Regions from separate parts of the Sus scrofa genome. Here region 2 is linked to region 1. Evidence: chromatin contacts called from public HiChIP or PLAC-seq data. All regions are on one chromosome and are shown on one strand. The core of a region is the stretch at or near the end of the contact, and the rest is flanking DNA. Distances in the headings are between cores, read along the strand shown.

The links. HiChIP or PLAC-seq counts read pairs in DNA pulled down with a chosen protein or histone mark.
Region 2: an H3K27ac HiChIP or PLAC-seq map of skeletal muscle shows a contact between it and region 1. The contact joins the promoter of ZDHHC5 here to the promoter of SELENOH in region 1. A contact is called at or near these places in 14 of 47 Hi-C or Micro-C datasets (alveolar macrophages, blood, embryonic fibroblasts and 6 more) and 2 of 2 datasets of contacts at active chromatin or transcription factors (alveolar macrophages and skeletal muscle).

Annotation. Positions count from the first base shown.
Region 1 is chr2:13,228,525-13,231,224 of Sscrofa11.1, reverse strand. It overlaps SELENOH (selenoprotein H), which reads left to right and starts at 1,346. Exons shown (of 3, transcript NM_001184948.1): 1 at 1,346-1,468; 2 at 1,554-1,699; 3 at 1,829-1,929. The coding sequence starts at 1,347. The coding sequence ends at 1,929. It overlaps TMX2 (thioredoxin-related transmembrane protein 2), which reads left to right. Exons shown (of 8, transcript XM_005660896.3): 8 at 1-762. The coding sequence ends at 70.
Region 2 is chr2:13,275,204-13,277,903 of Sscrofa11.1, reverse strand. It overlaps ZDHHC5 (palmitoyltransferase ZDHHC5), which reads left to right and starts at 1,387. Exons shown (of 12, transcript XM_021083028.1): 1 at 1,387-1,495.

The sequences.
Region 1 (2,700 bases), core at 97-2,596:
TCCCGAGGAGGAGCCTATAGCCCAAACGCCCACTGCAGCGCCAGATCAGGAGAGCAAGAAAGACAAATAAGATCCCTGCTCTCAGTGCTTCCTCTCCTGTCAATCCCAGGCACCTCTGAGGCTCTGCCCTTTCTGTAACCACAAGCCTGGCCTGAGGCCTTGGACTTTAATTTATGTTTTTCCTGTTTGGCTACGTCTAGGTGGGGCAGGGTATTGCTTCTGATTTTTAAGAGGCATCCAGGTATGACAGGTATCCTTCAGGAAGGCCTCCACTCCAGTGGCCTGCTCTTTAACTGGAGAGAGGGAACCATCTTATGTGGTGGCGGAGGAAATGCTTTCCCACCAAGCTTGGGCGCTCACACATCTCCACCACGTCCGGTTTCATTATTCCTTTTAGCGGACCTACACAGCTGTAGATTAGATTAGATTAAAGCCTAACAACAGGCCAAGATGCAGCAGTAGTGCTAAGATTTTTTTCCCTCAAGGATTCTTACTTTAGGCCCTTCTGGCTTGGTTTGTGGCCTGCATTAAAAAGTATAAGCCTGTCACTGGTCCCAAGGAGAAACCTTTAACCTCAGAGTTTTCGTATGGAATAATCTCCCTATTTTATGGAGATTGCGAAGAAGAGGAATAGAAGTTTGAGACATCCGGTGGGGCCTGGAGGAGAAAGCCCCTACCATGGTTGGAGTTCACTTACCTTCCTACCTCCTCCCCACTGCCAGTTGATGTTTTTCCATAATAAAGAGACTGGGATTTACTTTTGACTGTGCCTTTGTGTGTGATTCATGTGTTAGAGATGCCAAGCTACTGCGGAGGAATTATCCATCTCCTTAATTTCAAAGGCCATCCTGGTTAGTTTCATGCATTGGTCCCCAGGATTGTGGAGTGGAGGTTTAGTTTTCACAACCCCAGGGTTAGACTGCGGACTTCGTTTGGGTTTGGCTCGCGAGTCCCAGGAAGGAGATTTTGGGAAGGGACGGGGTCAAGGTGCACACAATTCAGCTGGTCGCACAGTTCGGAAAAGCGGAAGAGCCAGGCTTGCTTTCAGAGCTACCTGGCCCCTCCGCCCCTCCGCCCGTCCCCCCATCACCGGTGGTTCGGTCTGGTGCGCCCCGTGACTCCCCCGCGACTGCGCGCAGAGTAGCTCTGCCCAAGAGGCCCCGCCTCCAGGCCACGTGCGCGCCCCCGCCACGCTGCTGCCGCTTAAGGGAGGTTTTGTTCTGGAGGCCGAGTTTCTGGCCTGCGGTTTGGATCTCGGAGTTTGGCTGGCCTCTCTTGCCGGTGGCCGCGACTCCACCCTAGTACCTCCCCCGGTCGGCTCGATTCCCAGCCCGGCTCCAGGCGCCATGGCATCCCGCGGGAGGAAGCGGAAGGCCGAGACGGCGCTGGGCGCGGCGGCCGAGAAGCAGGAGACGCCGGCTAGCGGCCGGAAGGGAATGGAGGAGGCCAGCGTCGTTATTGAGCATTGGTGAGGGGCCTAGGGCGTAATGGAGGCGGGCGAGGACCCCCTAGACCGAGGGCCCCAGTCTCTGACCTTCCTCATCTCTTACTAGCACGAGCTGACGCGTCTATGGGCGCAACGCTGCGGCCCTGAGCCAGGCGCTGCGCGTGGAGGCCCCGGAGCTTCCAGTGAGGGTGAATCCTACCAAGCCCCGGAGGGGCAGCTTCGAGGTGACGCTGATGCGCCCCGACGGTAGCAGTGAGTGAGGGCCCGGGTCTGGGTGCGGGCCGTGGGTGGAAGGCGGGGAAGCGCTGGTCTCAAACCGTCGCCACCTGGTGATTCCGGGGGGAGGCTGTAGTAATTCTGCTTTACGTGGTTCTTTCCCAGGTGCGGAGCTCTGGACTGGAATTAAGAAGGGGCCCCCGCGCAAACTTAAGTTCCCTGAGCCTCAAGAGGTGGTGGAGGAGCTGAAGAAGTACCTCTCGTAGGGTGGTTTGGGCAGAGGTCCTCACGCCGAGGTTTGAAGTGGGAGTTGGGGGAGAGTGGATTGATGTTAGTGTGGCGAAGTAGCTCTGTCTGTTGCTTCTTATTTCACACGGGACCTGCTAGAGGATTTTCTCTAGTGGGAATACCGCGTCTCCTTTTACTGTTGGGAAAAACTGAAAAAAATTATAATTACCTAGTGTGCCCTTAGCTTAACTCTGTGTTTCATTTCATTGTTTTTGACCTACGTCGTGGAATACCCATGGTAATGTAGATGATTCTTTACAGAAATGCAAGTTGTGTCCTCAGAGGATGCAGTTGTTACCCTTGGTGTACAGATTAGTTTTATATGGGTTGAAAAACCCATTTTCTTGAATGAATGAATGAATGGATGAATGAAAAAATAAATGTTAACATCCAAAAAAAACCAACAAAACTCTCATTTTCTTGTAAATTCCACTGTTTTCCCCCATTTATTGTGTGAGTTGTGATTTTTTCCCCCCTCTTTCATGGCCAAATTTTGTGTAACTCCTGCCCTCTTGTGTTTTTTTGTTACTGGTATGTTCTGTTACGGCCCCACGTGATAACCCTACACTGTAGCACTCTCACTCCTGGTCCCAGGACTTGACCCTGCCTTTCACCCTAATGCTTCATACAGTGCATGTGGTCAGCCACTTGATATGTTGAGTGAGATGTGGGTGCAAGATGCAGTGATTTAGCTGTCATGGCTTTGTGGGTTCAGGGGTGGAGAGCTGGCCATGTAATTGCCTTGATCC
Region 2 (2,700 bases), core at 138-2,637, 47 kb before region 1:
CCACCTGCAGCATATGGAGGTTCACAGGCTAGGGGCCAAATCGGAGCTGTAGCTGCCTGCCGGCCTGCCCCACAGCCACAGCCCACGCAGAATTCCAGTGGAGCCTGCAACCTACACCACAGCTCACAGCAATGCCGGATACCCCACCCACTGAGCGAGGCCAGGGATCCAACCTGCAACCTCATGGATACTAGTCAGATTCGTTAACTACTTAGCCATGACAGGAACTCCAAGATTTCATTTTTTAAATACACACTGTCATTAAAAGAGCTATGCAGGAGTTCCCACCAAGGACTCGACTTGTCTCTGTGGCAGAGCAAGTTTCATCCCCAGCCTGGTGCAGTGGGTTATGGATATGTAGAGAAGGTCGCAGCTGCGGCTCCTATTCCATCCCTGGCCCCGGAACTACCATATGCTGCGGGTGCCGCCATTAAAACAAACAAACAACAACAAAACAAAACTCTGAAGCATGCAGCAACAAATGGTAGATTGAGGCACTTAGCAAGCATGTAATAGAACCTGTTACATAAGCCATGTCAGAGAAAGAACTAGATTAGACCTCAGAAAAGAAGGCAGATCTTTCCCATGCCGCCTAGTGCTCAGAGCATATTTTAAACTAGCAACATTTGACACCAAAGACCAGGACAGACCGCAGGATTTAGAATCACACTTTACAGGTGAGGAATCTTGGCTTCAGTGAAGTGGCTGGTGGAACACTTTTGAAAGACTATTACGTAATAGCCAGGGCAGCTTTCAAAAAAGAAATGGCCTTGAGCTAAATGAGAACACCAGGCCTTGCTCTTGGGTTCACAACGTTGTAGGGCTAATTAGGACAAGATGTGGCGCTGTGATCTATGTAGCGTTGGCCAGCAGCTCCAGAGACAGGAGCTTCTAGAGAATCTTTTCCTTCCTGCCTGTATTTCCCGGATTGGGCGAGGTTACATGTCGGCACCCAGCTCAGGGGCTGCAGTGAAACGCTAAGGGAATCAGGCGAAGCCAAGAGTCAGCTCCCACTCCGGGGGGTTGCGACTGCCTCAGCGCGCGTCCTGTGTTCCTCTTCCACGGTTGGCACTATGGTTCCAAAGCTCGCGCTCGCTCTCCTTCCTCTTCCTCCTAGGCCTTCGGCAGGAGCTTCGCTCCCCACAGACTCTTCACTCCGGGAGGCCCCTCCGTGCGGAAGCCATAAGCCAGACCTTTCCATTATCCTGAGATTCTGCTGGTACTAGGGAACTCGCCGGTCTAATGAATGCTCCATCAAAATTGTTTTAAATAAAGTTTTCGCCATCAAAAAAAAAAAAAGAAAGAGAAAAAAGAAAAAAGGGAGAGGGCCAATTAGTGGGCAAACTGTTGGCCAATGACTGAAGAAGCTGAAGCCGGAAGACGCCGGGGCCTGTGGGTGATTGGTTACTCCAGAAGCCTGTCTGGAGCGTACCACACTTACTGGAGGGGGTTTGGCGAATTTGGAAGGGTAACTACTTGCTTTTGAGTACTCTCGGTACGCACATTTAATTATTTTTCACGTCTGAGTTTTCCTGCTTCGATACGGGAGGGGCACAAAGCAGGAAGCAGAAAAAGGGAAGAGTGGCCCCGCCATTTCCCCTTTTCCGACTACTGCGCAGTACGCCCACCCATCTCTGCTGGTCGAAGGCCCTTGCGCGCGCGTTCTCGTTTTCTCGCGTGGTACGGCGCTGTGCTCTTGCAGCCAATCAGACCGCGAGGTCGCCGCGGTCGCCGGCGTGCGCGCGCACGCCCTAGAGCTGCGTCGGGGTGGGGGCTATGGGTGAATGGGAGAGTGAGCGGGGGCGGGCGCGGCGGCGCGAGCCGCATGAATGAGAGGAACGTGCCCTGCGCGAGACGTCGCGCGCGCCCGGGACAGGGAGCCAATGGGAACGCTGGGAGGGCTCGAGACCCGGCTCTGAGGGCAACGGCCGCGCGCTGACTCGAAGGCGAGCGTCGCTGAGCGGGGGCGCGCTGAGCAGGGCGGGCGTGGAGCGTGCGGCGGCCGCGCGCTGCCTCTCAGAGGCCGGACGGCACTACCGGGAGGCGGCGGCGACTACGACGGTAGCGGTGACGGGAACAGCGCCGGGGGTGAGTACCGGGGACACCGGCCCCTACGGAACCGGAAGTGTCGGGCCAGGAAGGTGGGAGGGGAGAGTGACCTCTAGGGAAGGGGGACCCAAGAGGGGGAGGTGGTTTGAGGCCCCATTCCTCCTCCGGGCCGGGTCATCCAACTGCGGCGGGACCCGTGGGCCCCGGAAACGGACGACGAGTAGAGGCCGGGGATCCACGGCTGCCGGGGCTCAGAACCGGTTAGTGCCGGGTCGCCGGGTCCCAGCTGGGGACCCCGGTCCCTACGCGCCTGGCGCCCAGCCGCCGCCCCTCCCGCCCCCGGCTCTGCGACCCGGGGCTCTGTAGTCTCCCGCGGCTCCAATGGGCCCTGCCGCCGCGGATGCGGTCTTCCCTGTCTCGGCCATCCCTGCCCCTTACCGTGATTCTCGATACCCCCGCTCCGGGGTAGGGATTGGGTGCCATTCCCTCCCTGCTTTTTAGGTCCTTCACCCCACTCTGCTGATACTTATTTTGGCTCAAGCCTCATCCTGTTACCTGTTCTCTTGCATCCGTCCGCTTCCTCCCCTACCCCCACCAGCGGGAGCTCCATGCTTTTAGTACTCTGTACTTTTTACAAGTGGAACTCGAATG